Regions from separate parts of the Mus musculus genome. Here regions 2, 3, 4, 5, 6 and 7 are each linked to region 1. The links are chromatin contacts, called in public ChIA-PET, HiCAR-type, HiChIP or PLAC-seq, Micro-C and promoter capture Hi-C maps. All regions are on one chromosome and are shown on one strand. The core of a region is the stretch at or near the end of the contact, and the rest is flanking DNA. Distances in the headings are between cores, read along the strand shown.

Region 1 (2,700 bases), core at 125-2,624:
AAATACAGGTGTAAGACACGAAGCTGGGCTTTATTAATGGCAGACATCTGAGGAACACGTTCTTCTCAAATTGTTTCTTTCATCTTCCAAACCCCAGAGCTCCTACTGGGACATTCCAAAAGCTATTGACCAGGGTTAGCACTACCTCACCTCCACAGGAGCCTCCCATTCACTGCAGACAGAAGTCCATGGTTTCTTGGAACCACGTGTTTTTCTTAAGAGCAGCGTGTATAGAATACATTATCAAAAGCTGGTGAAAACGGAGGCGTGGAGCTCTCGCTTACCACACGTGAGGCACAATTTAACAAAGAGGTTGCAGTATTTAACAAAACAAGGAGAAACAAAACAAGAATAGCTCTAAAGAGAAAGGAGTCACGTCTCAAGACGGATACATCGCTGGTTTCTAAAGAGCAAACAAGATTCACTCTGGTTACTCCTCAACCACTCCCGCACTCATTTCATTTCATTTCATTCTAAGGCTCTGGCTAAGCAAGGGCATCTCTCTGACCAAAAAGAAAGCATTGTACTCGAATCCTTTAGTTATCACAGGTACGGCTCACACCTAAATTTCAGTCATTTCTATTAAGCAACTTGCAATTATTGTATTTTAAACTGGGTCGGTAAACTTCTGAAAGGGGGGGGGGGGCCTTCCAAAGACACCAAAAAGGAAAAACAAAACAAAACACCTTCATTGTCCGGAAAATTGAATTTTTCCGAAAACCACTTAGCTTTAGATTACAAATCTCAGCTTTACTTCTAAGTAGCATTATCAATTTACAAGAGTAATTACTACACTATCTACTGAGTGTACGTTCCTGAACAGCAAAGAGAGAAAGACTAGCTCACGAGTTACCACGGTTACGGCGAAATGCCGTACAGAAGGCTGAAATTAACAAGTAACTACAGCACTCAACCCAGCAGGTGGAACAAAATCCGCACTCAACAAAATGCAGTCACATCCTGACAGCCTCGCAAACACAGCTAAGAGTGGGGCCAGCGTCCCATTGCCCGTCCGTCGCACACGCCCAGGAAAAAAAGCACAATGACCAGGTTTCCCCGCGTTCCAAGCGCCGTGCACCGTGCCACCACCCAGCTCTCAGTCACCGACCCCTTCCTGCCACCGCCCGGGCCATCCTCACCAGCCTCCCCGCCACCAGGCAGCCAAACATGGCAGCGCCCTCGGCGCCTCTGCTAGGCCAGCGGGCACCTCAGGCCGGACACCAGGAATTCCGCAGCCACTGTCCTAATTGAACTCAAGAACCTTCCAGAATTTGCAGGAAGGAACGTGACCCTCCACTACATAACAACACAGGAACGCATCTGGGCCGGCGACCTCTGACCCTTCCTTCCTAACTTGCACGCCTCTCCGGAACGAGTACTTCCGGGTCATTACACCCATTTCCTCCTTCTAAGGTAGTAAGGAGGAGCTGGTATCGCGCTAAGACTACAAATCCCATAGTGCAGTGCGCCAGCCTCCCAGAGGGCGAGCCGGGAGAATTTGAAAGTTACTACTGATAGTACATGATTTCCGTGCCTGTGTGAGTCAAAGTTTCTAAAGGTGGTGCTGGGAGAAGACCTTTCTGGCGGTTGTGTAACATTTTAGGAGTAACAATACGCCTTTGCCAGAATCGTTTCACCCAGCCTCTCCTTTCAAAAGCTTAATGGGATAAATATTATCTCCGTTTTATACGGAGGGCAATTGGTTCGGCATAACCTGCCCGGAAGCTTGAAAAATTGATTTTTGGAGCGTAAATTCAAGTTGCAACCAACTTACTGCATTCTTCCTGACAAACATTATATCAAAAATGTTAATATATTTTTATCTCATTTTTATGGCAGTGTCTTATTACCTAGCCCAGGTAGACCTCGAACTTGTGCACTCCTTTCTCAGCCTCCAATTGCTGGAATTATAGGCGTGGACCACTAAAGCTATAGAGGTCCAGAAGTCCTTTTCCCCACTAAATACTAGTTTTAACACGTAGTTGTGTTCTTGCTTATATTTCTTGTAGTGCTTCACTTGTGCTTCCTCCCCGCCCCAACTAATGTGCTGTACAACTGTAGGCAAGCTATATAACAGCTTCATCAGTCAATCATCTGCAAACTGAGACAAATAGACCTATTGGGTTGCTGGAAGGATTAAATGATGAATTAATTGATAACTGCCACTAAGAATAGGGTCTGGTGCTGCTTAGGGAGTTTTGTTGTAAAAATGCCTTTTAAAAAAAATAATAATCTAAGTTTTCTCACTTTGGGGAGTTGTTTTCCAAGACAGGGTTTCTCGATGTAGCCTGAGCTGTTCTGGAACTCACTCTAGACCAGACTGGCATCAAACTCAGATCTGCTTCCCTCTACCTGCTAAATGCTACAATTAAAAGTATCTGATACTAGCTGGGCGTGGTGGCGCACACCTTTAATCCCACACATGGGAGGCAGAGGCAGGCAGATTTCTGAGTTCGAGGCCAGCCTGGTCTACAAAGTGAGTTCCAGGACAGCCAAGGCTACACGGAGAAACCCTGTCTCAAAAAGCCAAAAAATAAAAAAGTGTGTGACACTGCTGCTCATCTTTTGGGATTGGTGTTTGTTTGTTTGTTTTTATTCATTTATTTGTCTCTCTGTTTGTTTGTTTTTTAAATAGACAAGGTTTTGCATAATTTAGACTAGCCTGGACCGTGCTGTGTAGTCGAGGATAATACTGGATTC
Region 2 (2,700 bases), core at 143-2,642, 480 kb before region 1:
TATATGGAACTGTGAAATTCCAGGACAATATTTCTTAACATTAGCTCCAACAACAATTCCTCTGGGGAGCTTTAAAAAAAATGGAGACTTTCCCAGGCTCCAGACCAAATAAATTTAAACCTCTGGGGTGTATTCTTAAATTCTGTACTTTAAAAAATTTAATTCTGATTAAAATGAGTGCTCTCATTTTGATTACAGTACTTGCTGTGACATACACACACATACACACACACCCCACATGTGTTTGTGGATATGTGTAATTTTAATTTTTTAAACCTTATTTTTAAATGCCTTAACCTCCCTTGTAGCCCACCACCCACCAGAGGAAGTGGAAAAGAAAGGATATGGGGAAGTGGACCTGCTTAGAATGGTTCTTTGTAGCAGCTCCTGTCTGTGTTATCTGGAAATCGGCAATTCAGTTAATAGGTTAGCAGTCAGTGGCAGTTCGATCTACTCGAAAACACTTCATGGATACACCAGCAGTCCAGTGTGATAGAGTCAGGTTAGCAACAGCGATGACACAACCTAGCAGAAATAGCCGGGCCTCAGCCTCAGATAGAATCAGCATAAGGGACCAGCAGGAACATCAGGAGAAGTTCTATGCTGTGCCTCTTTCAGGGAAGTGAAGATCAGCAAAGACTTGAGACCCACAAGCATTGCACAGCTAGCTGTACCAGCAAGCCAAGCTCCCTCTCCCTCACTCTGTCAAGTCCTATGTATACCCTCCAAACATCATGTGTCCTCCACGTGCCTTGCCTCAGCGCAGGTCTTGCCTTAGCACGTGCATCCAATCAACTCCAGTCTAAGGAGTCCCAACAAATGCCGCTCAACTACACAAAGTAAGGTGGACCAATACATGCTTATCGTTAGCAAAGAATCCTTCATCACATGTCCTTTCACATGTTTGCTTTAGCAGAACATCCTTTCTCCTGTGTCTGCTTCGGTGAAACATTCCTTCACAAGTCTGCCTTAGTCTTTCATCTGTGTCCACTTCAGGAAAACTCTTTCATGTGTTTGTCCTAGCAAAACACCATGCAACACAATTGACTCTCCAAAGAATCCTTAAGTTTCCACTTAAGTATGCATGCAAGTACGTGCACGTGTGCGAAGGCTGGAAGCAACCTCAGGTGGTGTTCCTTAGGAGCTGTCAACCATGTTTTGATACAAGAAAGTGAGGCCTGAAGTGCACTTATTAGGCTAGACTTGGTGCTCAGCAAGCCCTGAGCATAGTCCTGCCTCTGTGTTTACCAAATGAGCTATCCTCCCAGCCCTGGCTGGCATTGGTGTTTTAAACGATTTCTTTTTATTTACATTTGTGTGTGAACATACCTGTACACAGGTGACTGTGGTAAAGAAGGTCTTGTGTCCCCTGGAGCTGGAGTTACAGGCAGTTGTGAGTAGTCCACCAGGGTACTGAGAATGGAACTTGGTTCCTCTGGAAGAGTAGTAAGCTCTCTTAACCAGTAGCCATCTCCCAAGCTTAGATATTGGTGTTTGGAGGAAGCTCTCTGGCTGATTTAGGGGGGACAGGACCAGTGTACAGAAGAAAAGGATGCAGAATGGGGGAGGAGGTATAGTTCTATTATTCATGGGTTATGTCTAAGGTTTGGCATGTACTGTGGAAAAAGTCTCAGGATGGAAAATAAGCTATCTGTCTGGTCACTCTGTTCCCCAAGAGTTGCAGACAGGCAGGACTTGCTTGGCTGTACCTTGGACTGAATGTGTGTCTCGCCAAACTTCACATTGAACTTTATCCCCCAGCAAAGCATCATCAGGAGGAATGGCCATTAAAAAGCAATTGGGTCTTCAAGGCTCTGCCTCACACGGGGATTAGACTTTTAGGAATGGTCTTAAGCGGGTGAATTCAGTTCTGTTTTTTGCCTCTTCTGACTCCTCTGCTGTGTGGTCACTGTACTTGTCTCCTCTGGGTGGTGGAGCAACAAGTAAGGCTGTGGACAGACAGCAATCCTGCTGTCAACCACAATCTTGGCCTTCCAAGCTGGAATTGTGAGAATTAAAATTCTGTTCAGTAAATTGTCCTGTCTCGGTATTTTTGTTATGAGAATGGGAACAGACGTTCATCATAATGAATTCTTTTGCTTTGGTGCTTTGGGTGTTTTCTGTGGCACAGAAAATACCAAGACAGAGACCGAATCTCTGGGCAGCAGAGGTCCCTGATCTGCAGGGCAAGGGGTGAGCTTGCTGTGCCCATCTTTTGACATCCACTAACTAGACAGGAAGTGTGAGTAACAGAAGGACTGTCAAAAGCGTCTTAGCTTCTACTAGCGGTTAACAGAGATGGGCAGAAAGCATCATTTCCACTTCCTTTAAATCTTCAAAAAGATCCCCTCTGAAGGATTTGGGCCAGGCACATCCCCAGGTCTTTGTAAGGTGTACTGCATCAACATCCATTAAAAATAACGAGGCAGTAACTGCAAAAGACATGACTTCATCCTGGCAGCAAATGCTCCGCAAGTGCAAACCTGCCATCTGCTAGGCAGTATGACGAGTTAATACGCTCTTCCTTCTGAAGTCATTCAGTTGGATCCTCCTGCTTTGAAGCATCTGGCTGGTAGCTGTGCTGTCAGCATGAAGCTACCTTCTCAATTTCAAACACCCTCATGTTGGAGACTGAGGATAGAATTCCTGTGGTCTAGACACAAAAGCCCACTACCAGGACCTCAGATGGGGCTTGCCACT
Region 3 (2,700 bases), core at 26-2,525, 410 kb after region 1:
AGAGTAAGCAGCCTGCAAGATGACAGCCTTGCTGGTCCACCAGGAAAGCCCATGTGCGTTCCCACTTTGTGCTGAATCTCTGCAGATTATGGGCATCTGTGGTCTGCCCACATCCCCAAAAATGTGTTTCTTATCATTTTAAGGGACATTTCAATTCACTTTCTTTCTAGGTCTGTTGATTTCTAGACTCTCCATCAATGCATGAGTCCCTTGGTAGAAAGAATAAAGTGTGACAATTACCTTAGAATCCAAAATCTTGTTAGGCTTTCCCAGGCAATGCAGGAGAGGTGAGAGTCAAGCTATCTTCTGGGCCTGGCCCTGTGCTACCTTGGGCAAGACTTTTAACTTCTCTGGACTTGAACCATCTCATATAGAAAATGAGGTCATTTTTAAGTCACAGAATCTTATCATCTTTCCTAAAATATATTGGGAGGGGGCGGGGCGTTGAGAGACAGAAAGAGTGAGATGAAATGTCATGCTTGTACAAGGAGACTGTGTGGAAGTTAATGGAAGCACGGAGGCCTGTACACTGGAGTGATTCACATAGCCTGTGCTGTTTGTGTGTGCACCAGGGCCTTGCAGCCAGTTATTAAGAGGAGAGGAGACCAAGGTTGCAAAGACCTCCAAAGGCTCTATCGCAAAGTACTTTTCAGCTGGCAAAAACAACTAGAGGCTTGCTCTGAAAGGATGACAGAGCAGTGGTTTTTCTGGGCTGAGTGATGTTCTCCCACCTACCTGCCCACCGGCAGGTCTCTTCTTTGTGCTAGTGTGCATGTATAGAGAGGGTGGTGAGCAGAAACAGTGTTAGTCCTAAGAAATCTACCCTTTTCCCCTCAGCTAGATGGTACAGCAGTTAGAAAATCCAGGGCTAATATGGCTCATTCAAGTATAGCTCAGAAGAAAGGAGAAATAGCAGAGCTATTAGAAGAGATGTTGGTACCATCACAGTGGGGTCATTCAAATGACTGAACTTAATTCTGATATTACATATAGGGAGTCATCTCCAGAATATTACATGTGACCAAGATAAAAGAAAAAAAACCAGAGAATATTAAAAACCTACAGCAATAATCATCTTAGAAAATGCAAAAGTGGCTCTCACTAAATTTGAAAGAATTCTTATTCTTTTACCACTTTCAAACAAAAGAGCCAGAAACCCTGTTCTTACCACAATGCTGACTAACCGCTTCTGGGGCCATGTGTCTCTGAGGGTGTGACTCACATAGCCTCGGTGCCATTTGTGCATACACTGGGGCCTTGCAGATGCTTATTAAGATGAGAGGAGACCAAGGCTGCAAAGACCTCCAAAGGCTCTATTGCAAAGTACTTTTTGGTTAGCAAAAACAATCTCATGAAGAGAAACTGGGAGTCGCTGCTATGAGGGTTTGTGGTACACCAACAGGTTACCATATGTCATGGTGTGTTTTTTCCTGTTCTGAGGAGAGATGAGTAGTCCTACCTCATCAGAAATTCTGCCACTATGGTGGCCTCTGGTCCCCTGAAACTTGGCAGTGATGGGATCTTCATTTGTATCTTTTCTTATTCAGACCACTGTGGCTGTTGATCACTTAATTGTTCAATGACTTACTCAGCAAACAGTTACTGGGTACCAACCTTGTGCCAGTCTCTGTACTTCATGACAGAACTATAAATGGTGATAAGGATATAAGCCTTATCTTTAAGGAGCTTGCATCCACAAATGACTGAGTGAAAGAGATGTATAAACAGAGCCTAGGAATACTGTGTAAATGAGGAAGGGTGGTATTGTGGGAACAAGGAAAAAGACAGTGTGTCTTTGTGGTGCTCAGGCTGAGTCTGCAGAAGCAGCAGTGGGAGGAGCAGCTGGACAAAGCCACACAAAGATGTGCAGAGGTCATCGGCCTCTTTACAAGAGCTGGGCACTGCTAAGTACGTCCAGGCTAGCATGCCAATAAATTATCTCAAAAGTCTTCAAAAGCAGGTCTTATCCTCCCCATCTTTACAAGCAAGGAGACTGAAATGTAGGATGGTTCTCTACTCTTTCCATTGTCATGTTTAGGTGGAATTCAAACTAGGCTTTGGTCCTGTTTGGGAGAGCCTCCAGAGCCTATAGTATCAGCCAGACATTTCTACCACTAATACCTACAGATAACAGAAGAGCAGTGTTGGAAACAATGAGAAGTTGAGTGTGCTGGCAACTGGGGCTTGGGAGTGCCTTCTGGGAAATAAATCCAAAAAGTGACATTCCTGCCCTCTGCCAGCATATTGTGTTTAAGACATTAAGCAAATATATATGGAATGAATGCCCTGCTTCCATGCCCAGTCTGATCATGAACAGGTAGATTTTTTTCCCCTTCTTTAATTGGACAGAACTGTGGTTCTTCTGGAAGGAGAAAAATTAAGAACTACCGCCAGCAGCCCAGCAGGGACTGTCTGCTTGATCAAGAGCCTTAAGCCATGAGCAAACTATCTGAAGCACTTGATCCTTTGGTGGCTGAGGCCTGGGAAGTAATGATGCTGTGCCTGTCAGGATTTGTAGATAGCCTTTTGTGACGGTGTGTGACTAAGGAATGTGATGAGAATGCTCGGGTCAGAACCACTTCTTCCTAGGTGATCAGGAGAGGCAATACTAGAGGAGAGTTTATGTTTGGTAGACAAAGAACCACTTCCTTGAAGCATACTTAAGAAAGAGGAGGCTAGGCCCCTCCAGCTCCTTCCCTT
Region 4 (2,700 bases), core at 130-2,629, 440 kb before region 1:
GCAGACTCCTAGTTTTTAGAAGCCTGACAGGATCTCCCCTACCCTGGCCCCTGCCTGAGCCTGGGCAGATCCAGAGTCAGGCACTTAATTGCTAGAGGCAGAAGACGTCAGCAATCTGTGGCTCTTGGTCGTTGTGATCGAGAACAGATCTTATAGCTATGCTCTCGCGATCCCTTGTTAACAAGACATCCAGCCATGGCAATGACCCAGTTTCCATCACATCCCCAGTGTGTTGAAACTGAGTAGCAGAAGGAACCATGGATTCCACCTATTCCCTCCTTGATAACATTGCAGAAATTCTCTGTACTAAGTTCCAAATATCTTACAAACTGTTTCCACCGAGAGGAACCATGCAGGCCATGCCCCTTCGTTCCCTATAGCCGCTGGTCACTCTGTTTGTGGCCAGTGCTGATTGTAACTGAGTCTTTCTTTCATTGAAGACAAACAGGTGTCCCTTAGGGTCCGTGCATTGATCCTGGCTCTCCTTTCCACAGTCATGTAGAACACAAGATCCCTTATCTTACTGGACTGTGCACATCTCTAAAGATGAGGTCATTTTTCATATGTTATCTCATTGGAAGTGGTTATGTGACGTTCACAAGGGCATGCACCATTTCAGTTTTACCTAAATGAGTGCCTTGCACACAGCACGTTCTATAAATACAAAGAAGTAAGTATCCTCCTACCATGTACTGTTACCCCACTGATTGCTTTATACTCACTCTACTCTTAAATGTTGAGTGTATGTGCTTACCAGCGTGTATGTATATGCGCCATGTCCATATAGATGCCCACAGAGGACAGGAAGAGGGTGTTGAATCCCAAGGAATTGGAGTGACCGGTGATTGTGAGCCATTGAGAACTGGCCAATGTGAGTATTAGGAGTTGGACCAATGTCCTTGTCAAGAGCAGCAGGTGTCCCTAATCATCTCTCCATCCCCAGTACTCCAACCTTGCTGGGAGAAGTCTCTAATCCAATTCTGCAGACCCTGTGTTGCTGGAGAGGAAATAGCATCAGCTTGTGTGATCGACTGTCCTCTTACAATTTAGATTTTAACAAAAGTAAGATTTTTCTTGAAAAATCTTTTAATAAAACCATTTTAAATTCTGAGAACTTCTTGGTACTCTTTAATGAGCCAATAAGGCTTTAAATTAGTAATGTTTGCTGCACTGAGCTTCCTGGTACAGATGTCTGGGATCTAACATCCAGCAGAGAGTCAGGCATTGACACTCACAGATCAGGCCTCTCCTTCATTTTCTACAGGATCTCAAAGGCTTTCCAAGGCATTTGGATGAAGCTCAAATGGTTGGGCGTGAACAAGTCACAGTTCCAACTATCCAGATGGAGCCAAGAAGTCTGGGACCAACTGCGGGGGAGCCCCCAGAGTGCTAACTTGTTTATTATGGATGAGAGTATGGGACTCGCGCCCAGCTGCATTCAGCATATATAATTGGCATTTTCAAAGTGCAACACAGCCTTTAAGTCATCCATGCACCCCTAGATTACCTGGCATCACGCCAATGTTGACAGAGAAAGTGAACGCCAGGCAAGTGGAAAACAGCGCTGAAGCAAAGCCACAATGGAAACTTCTAGGAAGGATTTCACCGCGGTCAGTAGAATGCATCGATCGTCACAAAGTGCCTGGACTACTTTGCACATTGCTTACCTTCAAGGGAAAAGGGAGAGGCTGTGTTTGGATGTCCCCTTTGTAAATGGGAGAAGATGTGGAAAAGACAAAGTTAAATCAAATACTTAGTAGAGCCACCAGAAAGTCCCTTTTGGGTTCGGAGAATTGGAGGAGAGCAGCATAGTTATAAGTCAAGGAAACCACTAGGGGGCAACCCAAGAATGGGGGAAAAGCAGCGGCGGCCGAGAAAAGTTGCTTTCTATACTATTCGAGGAAAGCTGAGATCACGCAGTAAGCAGAACAAGGTGATATTTCAACATGTTGATTTTTACCCAAGGTTACTCTTGACTTGGGAATTCCTCCTAACTGGTCAGAAACACTAAGCAACAACTCTCTAAACAGAATTGTGCTATCAGGAGAAACTGCAGCGCTAGAGTAGTGCACCTGACGGTTTTAAATTCCTTCTCCAGGGCAGTGGGAAACTTTGAAATGCTCGCAAATGGGAAGGACATTTAATTAATGGTAGATATAAAGTGACAGAGAGTAAAGAAAATCTGAGCACGCTTAGCGAGTGTTTATTACCCAACGCTGGCTGTTTGGTAAACAATAAACTGAAAGGAATTACACGTGTTAATGCCCAGGTTTATAGATTCAAGTGTGATCACAATGTTTTAGCCTTTTCCACAACTCTCATGAAAAATTAGATTTTTCGATTTAAATTCCCCTTTCTCCCAGTAAGTCTTGATGGCATTTTTCTATATTTAAGAACTCCAAAAGAACAGAGCAGGGGCGTTAGAGACTTTATGGAACAGAAGAACAGTCACAATTGAGGTGATCAGTACAGAATGATTCTTCCTGGTACTCTGCTGTAGCTGGCCGACAAACATCTTTGCTACAGTGGGAAAGCAAGATGAGATATTTTGTGGAGTTTCCTATCTTTGCGTTGGACTGCCCTGGCAATTATCTGGGAGTAGTAAAGCATGCCATTTTAAAAGGAAAATGTTCTGTGTCCCAGAATGGCTTATCCACAGAGGACATTAGTCACGCTTGGGTCACACTGCTTTGCCAAACA
Region 5 (2,700 bases), core at 80-2,579, 380 kb before region 1:
GTATTGAACCCGTCTGGGTTCTGGAACCTGGTTTTGGATGCTGGGAAGATCTGGCCTCAGAGAGTTAGCACCCAGGCTGTGGACACTGCTGCTCTGAAGGGCCGATCCCACTGTACACAATACCCCCTAATGAAGAGCAGATTTTTCCCACCCCCACAATCTGGGGTGAATGCTTTTCCTCCTCACCCTAAGGGCAGAGGAGGAATGTTCTGAGAATATTTGCCAGAGAGATTCAGCCAACATCCCATTTGCGCATTACCAGTGACAGATTTCCGCCGCCTTTTGTTCCCATCATCATCGGAGTCTAAACATCCAGAATGGGCCTTCGCGCAGAGGCAGTAAGGACTCCAGACGGTGCCACTGAGGAGGGAACCTGGCTCTTGGTGTGCTAGCAGAAGCAAAAGCTTTTGATCATCTTTATAATCAAGAGACGAGGACTGTGCCTGGCGGGCTGGGTTGGAGGAGGACAGACAGATCTGCAAAGCAGGCTTTAAAATCCACTTCCCTTTCTGTAGCAGCTCAGGCACCATCTGTACCCTAGCGCTAATCCTTTAATATCCCTATGATATAGGGTTATCAAGTCTACTCTACACCTGAGAAGAGTGAAGCTCAGAGAGGTTAAGTGATTTGTGTAGGACTGCACAGCTGGCCAGATGCAGAGTTAGAACTCTAAGCCACTGTTTGTGTTTCATAACATGAATTATTCCAGTTCTGCTGCGCTGCCATGACCGCCTGTGGCAGGACTTTAAGAACACTCCGCAGCCATGTTGCCCACTTTGCAGCTGCCCTCTCCACAAGCCTGGGTGGGGCCTGGTTGGCAGAGTAATGAAAGAATGCCTCTGAGCACTGATCAATTCCCTGAGTAGTTCCCTGGAGTCAACCTCAGGGTCTTCCCACCAGCTCTACAGCTAAGCCTGACTTAGGCTATGGCCTATTATCATCTAATGAAGTAAATCTGGACGTGTGGCCTGCCCTGTAGCTCTGACCTATGTGTGCCTGAAAGCTGGCAAGGTTATTTTCTTCTGATGTTTGATTTGGTCACAAAAGAATTCGTAGTTCTCTTTCACAAAGTCGCCTCATAACTGATAATCTGTGTATATTATGTTGAAATTCTGCTAGTAAACAGCATCTACCCTCTCTTCACCCTCATAATAAACTGTCTAGTTTTCTTACAAATCAGCAGATGCAGCCAGAATTTCCTGAAGCCCTAGCTCGTCCACAGCTAAGATTCCCTTTTAGATTTGAAGTATGAGGAAAGGACCCAGTGTCTAGCCAAATGCCCAAAAGGTCTCCAGTTAGAATGATAAATTATTAGTCACGAGATAGGAATTCACAGAGAACTTGTGGCTACGTGCCCAGGAGAGGAGTATTATGACACATTAATGCAAAGGGTGTCAAACACTGTCTAGATTATTAATAAATAGCATGGTTTCCTACCTACACAAAGAACACTATTTCTCAAACTTATATACCCTTCTCAAATTATTAGAGGGTAGCCACGATCACAGAGTGTTGAGTACTGTATATTGTGAAATTGATAGAATATAAATGCATCTCAAAATTTAATACATTAATAAGTAGTTTTCAGTTCTTTGTATTTTTCAAACTAACTACATAAAATGCATCAATACTCATGTTTTAAAATTAATTGACATAAAATGCATCTTCATATTCATAACATTTGGGAAAATTTAACCTTGCATTTCAGGGAAGGTTGTAAAATAAACTCAGGACCAGGGATTGCTCACTGGCGGAGGAGCCTAGGGACCTGAATTTCAGGCTCGTGCTCCACACTGCGCATCAGACATTGAAATATAGAACAGGAGCACAAAACAGCCCGCATTGCTCGTGGGTGAGGGGACTGAAGCTCAGGGGGCAGACGTGATTGTACAGAGGTCATAAAACGCATTACCAGTAGAACATCAGCTCTCTTCTCTCTCATCTTTTTCACATCCAGAGGGAGTCAAAGCCTGATACTCCTCTTCAGCCAGGCTGTGGCTGAAGAAGAAACCTGATCCTCAGGTTGTCTCTAGCTGGTCACTGCTCTCTTTCCAGTCATCACACAGTGTTTAGTGAATAATACATGTATTCAATGATCAAACAAGACAAGTTGATTCATATGATTTATAAATAATGCCTCACTTATTTTTTTTTTTGTGCAGTCTCTTAGGTATACCATTACTTCTGTTTTTATTTTTGGAAGTAGAGTAAACTGTTGGCTCAAGATCTCATCGAATGGACTCTGTAACAAAGCTGTGTCCTGCCTCTGCTGTATCCTGAGACTGACTCTGGGTTTTGTAAGAGCTGAAGCACAATCAGCTGGTGAATGGGAATAAGCTGGGCCCAGTCCGTAGGGACCATCAGTGGGTATAAGGGAATAATGAATTTGTTGACAGCATTAGAATCTATTGCAGAAAGTTCCAAGATTTCAGATGCATGTCATTATTCTAGGATATGGGATGGGAGTCTTGACAAGTCTTCCCACCCATTTACCATGGAGCCTTCTCTCCTTCAAGGGTGGTTCTCCAAGAGACAGTTTGCATAACTTAGACTTTTAAAAGAGTGTCCCTGGGCCTTTCTTGTCTGACTCATTGTGTGGTCGCAAGCTAGTGAGTCACTGCCATGTGACTCAGTTTTCACATCCCACGCAGGGCTCAGAGCTTGACTGCAGGGATCCTGGGCATGGCTTTATATGGTGGG
Region 6 (2,700 bases), core at 120-2,619, 420 kb before region 1:
TCTAAGAGACTCTTTAAAAATGTTCACTGAATAACACAGGCTAGCCTCAAGTTCACTGGCCTTCCCCAGCCTTCGAAGTGTTAGGATTCACAGGCATGCACTACTGTACCTCACTCCTAGGAGACTCCTAGAAAGACAGGTAATAGTTCTTTTAAACACTTTCCCCCCCCGAAACAATGTCTAACAATATCCTGATACTAATTTGCAATAGGGATTTTGGAAAAACCTAACTTCAACTATAAATCAAACTCTTCTCACAGAGCCTGATAAGGCTATTTTGTATTGACCTATCTGTCCTTAAGGCATTCGCTAGGACCTCTCAAGTTCACTTACAAGACCTGGGAGTAGCAATTTCTATACTAACCGAGATCCTGAATCATCTGGAACTTTCCACAGGCTACGGGCTGTTTCTAAATTCTCGTGGATGTCACCCAATGGACAATAAAACAAACAGGATTTTAATCAGAGGCTTTTCTCAAGGGATGCTCTGAGGGAGGTGGGAGGGAGAATCGGCTCCATTTCAGGAGGGGGTGGTATTGCTCCATCTAAACACATCTTCCTCTCTTAAAAGTTCTAGGGGAGGGCAAATCTTTTCTTTCAGTTAGCAATTTGTGATAAATGGCTACATGCTGAAGAAATATTTGCTTCCAACAACTGTTGATAGCCCAGGCATAATTTTCTAGATTTAGCACTCAGAGCAAAGTCGGCACCCAGCACAGAGCCTGATCCCAACTTGTGTTTGCTGACTTTTTCTTGCTTGTTAAGGTGTGTTCATAGTCACGTGCCAGGTTAAAAATTAATGCTCAGAGCACGATGAAGTCAGATACAGTAGGCGCAAAACTCAAAGAAAGAAAATGGTAGAGGTTACAGTGTGTGTTCGTGGGGGAGAGCCTACCTTGACCTCTCCAGGGACACCTTGCCATACACAGCTCCACTTGACCCCTAGACAACACCTTGCATCCAAGACAGCGCTTTCAAAACCTTCTTTTCCCCATCCACTTTAAGAGAGACACTGAGTGAATCCAAACGCTGTACAGAGCCGGTGTCCGGGGAGGGAGGCTCTTTCAGGCTCTTGTCCTAAGCCCAGAGTCTGTGCGGAAGCCACGGCAAACTCCCCGGTGTTACCCGCAGCCACCCCACCCCGCGCGCACCCGACTCTTTGTCCGGCTCCGGCACACGCCTGGTCCTTCGGACCCAGCGGGAGACGCCGGGTCCCCGCATCGCACTCACCCGCGTGGAGCAGCCCGCCGGGGCCGCGGCCGTGCGCCGCTCAGACAGGTGTGGGCGCCCGGAGGACGCGCGCGGCTCCCATGCCTGCTCCGCAGAGTGGCCGAGTGCGAGCCTGAGGTCCAGCAGAGCCTGCAGCACCCGGTCCGCCCCCCATCCCCTCCCCTTCGCCTCCCGGGCCCTCCCGCCCCGCCCCCAGCCGCGAGCCGCGCAGCCCGCCGGCCGTCGCCTCCCCTTCCCCTAGCCGCCTGCCTCCAGCCAGCGTCACCCTGCTATTCAGAGGTCCAGAACCCTCGGGCCCCGCGCAGGTGGGTCTCCGCAGCGCGTCACCACCAGCGGGTCCCCGTACTCGATGCCCCTGCACCGTGTCCGATGAACGGCTCCTACCAGTGACTCTTGCACTCTCCCGCTCTAGACAACTTCACACCAAGTTCTAGGGGTCTACATTGCCCAGAGTCTGCTAAAGCAATGCTCCAGAGTGGGCGGTCCCTTCCAACCTTCCAGTCCTCCAGCACCCCGGGTGCGTGGAGCGCCGCTAGGCAAGTTTGCAAAGCAGAATTCAAACTTGTAAGCTCCTCACCCGTGCGCATTCTGTGCGCCTTGAATAGTGACGACCGAGCTCCTTTCCACCTTAGTTCCTCCTCTAGCGCTTCTAGAGTGTACCTCAGTTTGTAATCCAGAGGCAGGCTACCGAGGTTGCAGGCCCTGCAGTTCAGCTGCTAGCATACTGGGTCCCAGAGCACAGCAAGGGATCGCGGACTTGGCAGCTTCCCAGGGGTTGACTGGTGACGCCCCCGGCCTGGTCTTTACTGGGGCACCAGGGCACCAGCTGGTGGAGCCACCTCCTAGCTTATGGTGCCTGTTTCCCTAAATCACTGGAGAAGTCCACACCTGGGGGACTGAGTCAGCCTGGTGACCTCACTATTTAAATATCTAATGCTATATAGTCTTAGTAGTCTCTTAAGACTATCCACACATCCATTTCTGTGAACCAACCCTTCATGCAGGTCATGGAGATGAAAAGGGTGGAGCTGTGGATTTCCCCTCAGGACTGGAGGACTGGAGAGGCCTAATCTTGCTAGCAGTCAGACAGCTCCTGAACAGTAGGACAAAATTTTGCAGAGGTCGTTTTCTTCTCTCCTCCTCCTCCTCCTCCTCCTCCTCCTCCTCCTCCTCCTCCTCCTCTCCCTCCTCCTCCTCTCCCTCCTCCTCCTCCTCCTCCTCTCCCTCCTTCTCCTCCTTCTCCTCCTCCTCCTGCTCCTCCTCCTCCTCCTCTTCCTCCTCCTCCTCCTCCTCCTCCTCCTCCTCTTCCTCCTCCTTCTTTTTTCTCCTGTCAATCCCAGAGTAGCCTTCCTTTTTTCCTGTCAAAGCTTGCCCTCAGAAAGGGAGGGCCTGACATCCTATTCCACACCAGGATGTTAGTGACATGTCCAGTGAGCTAGTGTTTGCCTTGCCTTTAAATAGGAAAGCCCT
Region 7 (2,700 bases), core at 48-2,547, 510 kb before region 1:
AACCATGAAACTATGTTGCCAGTAGGGTCATCATATCTACAAAACTGTTCCTTATCTTGATTTTCTGCCTCTGGAGTTTGTCAACCAATAAGAAGAAGCTTATCAGCCTGGCCAGACTCGGCCACATGCATGTGCATGTTCACACACACAGCACGTACACATACACCATCACCATGCTGGAGCTCTAGTTAAACAGTTGTTTTTTCAACGCTGTTCTCACTTAGAGAATTCCTGCCAAGAGAAAATGCAAATCACTTTTCCATCCAGCATCTAGGGCTTTTATAAACTAGTCCAAGAGAAATTTAATCCGCGTCTCTATGACAGAAACTAGGCAGGCAGGCAGCCAGCAAACTTTCGTACTTTAAGAGAAACGCAACAAGCTCCTTGTCAATTTATATCTGTGGCTAGCAAACTCAGCCACAGGGGACTAAGTTCTAAGCCCCGGAGAGGACCAAGGCTGCTTGGAGGAGGATTGTACTGGAGGGAGGCCTTTGAAGGGTAACTCCCTTGAGTGACAAAAGGACTTCAAAAATGTTAAGGAAGCCTCACCATGCAGAATGTTGATTCTAGAAGGGTCACAGATCAGAAACTTCCACAAAGTGGGGGCATGGAGGGGGTAAGGAGGAGGCAGAGAGAAGGGATGCTCTATAGATGAGCTAGGATCGGATCACAGAGGGATGGAGCCTGGAGACTTACCCCAGGAGCTGTGGGAGTCCTTGGGCTATTTTAAACAGCTAGATACTGCCTTTGCCACCTTTCAACTAAACATCAATTGAAGAAGGAACCAGGAGCTTTCTCCTTATCTATTAACCACTGTAGCAGCACGTGGAGAGAAGCTTTATCACGGCTCTTTTCCAGTTTAGTACAGGGACTTACCTAACTACCTAAGACTGCTTGGTGAGACGGAGCCAACACTTGAACCCAGGTCCAAGGGCCTCTAAGCCAGTTCATTCCATTCTTCAGTTTGGCTCAGAGGCCAGGGCAAATATCTTCTTAATTCATCTTTATTTTTCCTGTCCCACATATAAAATTTAGGAGAGTTTGTTGGGGTAGAAAGCCAAACATGACCTCACCACTTTTTTTTTTTTAATTTTTATTTTTTAAATCAGGTTCTGGAAACAACCATAGGAGTTAGGGAAATAAAGGAATTCTGAGGCCAGAGGCCCTTTCCTCCCCTCTGAGCACACTCCCTTTTCCTCTCAGGAATTTTGCCCATGGGAGCTGTCTCAGGTGCCAACTGCTCCCATGACCTTCCTTGCCTCCCCAGTACATTCCTGCATCTAAATCAGAGCTGGTCAACGTTTCACTCCTGCTGCCCTCCCAGCCACATCTTCCAGAGCTAGTGAACAATTAACTACCAGCAGCTCCTCTGCCTGTTCGCTTTTTGAGCCTCTCTCCTTTAGCAGCTTCTAATACTTTTCTACTAGGCGTCAATGATCTACCAAAGCTGTCGAGAACGGGGCTTTCTTTTCCAGTGTTCAAGGAGCCTCTTGAAAACATTCTTTTGCAACCATGTAAGATTTTCCCAACAATGTAAGATTCTACTAAACAAGAAAACACACCTTAGGGGCAAGTGCGTGGAAGTATCCCTGGTTGCTCCTGAACTAATTTTTCTATTGAGAACTTAACAAAGAGCTAGAGAGTGGGGGTGAAATGAAGATGCCAGGCTATCTCTGCCTCTTTAGAACAAGGTCACCCACCATAGCTAACTCTATTAATTTCTACAGGTATTCTCTTTCTCATTGGCAAAGGGAAAGCCATTTTTTTCTTTTTATATTTATTCTACAGACTAAATGCCAATTCATGTAAAGGTATTTGTCCCATAGTAGTAATTTACTAGATCTCCATTCAAAACAAACAAATCTACATCCTAACATTTGTAATATCCCAGGATACTGTAACTTATAAAGTGCCTTACAACCTTAGAAGTGTAGGGGGCAGAGCCTGAAGTCCAGGATGTATTCAATGATCTTTCACCCAGTTAGTGACATTCACTCAGCTCTGACTGAAATCTAGCTATACACAGGATTTAAAATTTTACAATAATTACATTAAACAAATGGAAAAAATGGATAAAATTAGGATTAAATCTCAGTTAACTCACTGGTATGCAATATATTGTTTCATTGTATAATTAATATAAAATTATTAACAATATTTTATTTTTTTGCCAAATATTTAAAACTAGGTATGTGTTTTATACTTGCAAAATTAAAGCTAGCTGTCTTTCAAGGGCTTTATAGTCACTTATGAGTATGTTGCTGCTCAAGCCCCTAAGCCTTCTCTACCTATACATATTACTTGCCCCACATCTCAAGAGATGCAGAGATAGAAGGCAAACAAACAAACATCAAGTGAACAAGTGAAAAACATGGGAAACCATGAACCAGGATGCAAGTCTCTCTTTATCTAGGTCACCAGGTCACTTGCTGTGTGTTTGTCTGAGCAAGAAGAAAATTCTCTGGATCAAGTTTTGAGATCTCTAAAGCATTTTCTGCTCAGGCATGAAGGGTTAGAAAACCATTTTTTTTTTCCTGATCCAGGTATTGTGCCCTGCACTCGACAATTATCTGATTTAATAATTATTGGCAAGGACACTCTGTCTACTTTAAAGACTCTTTAGTGGCACAAGATTTGATCCCAGCACCTGGGAGGCTAAGGCAGGAAGATGACAAGTTCAAGGCCAACCTGGGCTGTATA

What was found. Promoter capture Hi-C pulls out the DNA fragments that hold promoters and counts their contacts. Hi-C and Micro-C count contacts between places; a contact is called where the count stands out from the background. ChIA-PET counts read pairs in DNA pulled down with a chosen protein or histone mark. HiCAR-type assays count read pairs that join an accessible place to other places. HiChIP or PLAC-seq counts read pairs in DNA pulled down with a chosen protein or histone mark.
Region 2: a promoter capture Hi-C map of cranial neural crest shows a contact between it and region 1. The contact joins the enhancer-like site here to the promoter of Hikeshi in region 1. A contact is called at or near these places in 4 of 39 promoter capture datasets (cancer-associated fibroblasts, cranial neural crest, pre-B cells and 1 more), 1 of 484 Hi-C or Micro-C datasets (cortical neurons), 1 of 115 datasets of contacts at active chromatin or transcription factors (forebrain) and 2 of 9 other capture datasets (adipose tissue and liver).
Region 3: a contact with region 1 is called in an RNA polymerase II ChIA-PET map of memory CD8 T cells, with 38 read pairs. The contact joins the enhancer-like site here to the promoter of Hikeshi in region 1. A contact is called at or near these places in 3 of 39 promoter capture datasets (the HPC-7 cell line, hematopoietic stem and progenitor cells and liver), 1 of 484 Hi-C or Micro-C datasets (CD4 T cells), 2 of 115 datasets of contacts at active chromatin or transcription factors (CD8 T cells and memory CD8 T cells) and 2 of 9 other capture datasets (adipose tissue and liver).
Region 4: a HiCAR-type map of fibro-adipogenic progenitors shows a contact between it and region 1, with 7 times the contacts expected there. The contact joins the enhancer-like site here to the promoter of Hikeshi in region 1. A contact is called at or near these places in 7 of 39 promoter capture datasets (the SN4741 cell line, cranial neural crest, frontonasal cranial neural crest and 4 more), 7 of 484 Hi-C or Micro-C datasets (adipose-derived mesenchymal stem cells, cerebellum, cortical neurons and 4 more), 6 of 115 datasets of contacts at active chromatin or transcription factors (craniofacial prominence, embryonic basal ganglia, embryonic limb bud and 3 more) and 1 of 9 other capture datasets (adipose tissue).
Region 5: a contact with region 1 is called in a Micro-C map of muscle stem cells, with 4 times the contacts expected there. The contact joins the enhancer-like site here to the promoter of Hikeshi in region 1. A contact is called at or near these places in 1 of 484 Hi-C or Micro-C datasets (muscle stem cells) and 1 of 115 datasets of contacts at active chromatin or transcription factors (bone marrow-derived dendritic cells).
Region 6: an H3K4me3 HiChIP or PLAC-seq map of embryonic basal ganglia shows a contact between it and region 1, with 4 times the contacts expected there. The contact joins the promoter of Prss23 here to the promoter of Hikeshi in region 1. A contact is called at or near these places in 11 of 39 promoter capture datasets (the 3T3-L1 cell line, the HPC-7 cell line, the SN4741 cell line and 8 more), 1 of 484 Hi-C or Micro-C datasets (embryonic fibroblasts), 5 of 115 datasets of contacts at active chromatin or transcription factors (craniofacial prominence, embryonic basal ganglia, embryonic limb bud and 2 more) and 3 of 9 other capture datasets (adipose tissue, embryonic stem cells and macrophages).
Region 7: a HiCAR-type map of kidney shows a contact between it and region 1, with 3 times the contacts expected there. The contact joins the enhancer-like site here to the promoter of Hikeshi in region 1. A contact is called at or near these places in 4 of 39 promoter capture datasets (the 3T3-L1 cell line, cranial neural crest, hippocampal neurons and 1 more), 3 of 115 datasets of contacts at active chromatin or transcription factors (fibro-adipogenic progenitors, kidney and pancreatic cancer cells) and 2 of 9 other capture datasets (adipose tissue and macrophages).

Annotation. Positions count from the first base shown.
Region 1 is chr7:89,939,830-89,942,529 of GRCm38.p6, forward strand. Hikeshi (heat shock protein nuclear import factor) reads right to left here and starts at 1,375. Exons shown (of 5, transcript NM_026304.3): 1 at 1,140-1,375. The coding sequence starts at 1,169.
Region 2 is chr7:89,461,724-89,464,423 of GRCm38.p6, forward strand. No RefSeq gene overlaps it. Among named protein-coding and RNA genes, the nearest start is that of AI314278, 37 kb to the left of the region's middle. Within about 2 kb of position 1,393, at least 21 of the 459 cell types and tissues checked have an H3K27ac peak or open chromatin away from gene starts, as enhancers often do.
Region 3 is chr7:90,354,351-90,357,050 of GRCm38.p6, forward strand. The region is part of intron 2 of Sytl2 (synaptotagmin-like 2); the gene reads left to right. Among named protein-coding and RNA genes, the nearest start is that of Sytl2, 53 kb to the left of the region's middle. Within about 2 kb of position 1,276, at least 72 of the 459 cell types and tissues checked have an H3K27ac peak or open chromatin away from gene starts, as enhancers often do. A contact at or near this core is called in CD8 T cells and memory CD8 T cells, where this site is marked.
Region 4 is chr7:89,498,297-89,500,996 of GRCm38.p6, forward strand. No RefSeq gene overlaps it. Among named protein-coding and RNA genes, the nearest start is that of Prss23, 18 kb to the right of the region's middle. Within about 2 kb of position 1,380, at least 51 of the 459 cell types and tissues checked have an H3K27ac peak or open chromatin away from gene starts, as enhancers often do. A contact at or near this core is called in adipose tissue, cerebellum, cortical neurons and 2 more, where this site is marked.
Region 5 is chr7:89,558,527-89,561,226 of GRCm38.p6, forward strand. No RefSeq gene overlaps it. Among named protein-coding and RNA genes, the nearest start is that of Prss23, 42 kb to the left of the region's middle. Within about 2 kb of position 1,330, at least 48 of the 459 cell types and tissues checked have an H3K27ac peak or open chromatin away from gene starts, as enhancers often do. A contact at or near this core is called in muscle stem cells, where this site is marked.
Region 6 is chr7:89,516,217-89,518,916 of GRCm38.p6, forward strand. Prss23 (protease, serine 23) reads right to left here and starts at 1,370. Exons shown (of 2, transcript NM_029614.4): 1 at 1,231-1,370.
Region 7 is chr7:89,433,119-89,435,818 of GRCm38.p6, forward strand. No RefSeq gene overlaps it. Among named protein-coding and RNA genes, the nearest start is that of AI314278, 8.2 kb to the left of the region's middle. Within about 2 kb of position 1,298, at least 34 of the 459 cell types and tissues checked have an H3K27ac peak or open chromatin away from gene starts, as enhancers often do. A contact at or near this core is called in adipose tissue and kidney, where this site is marked.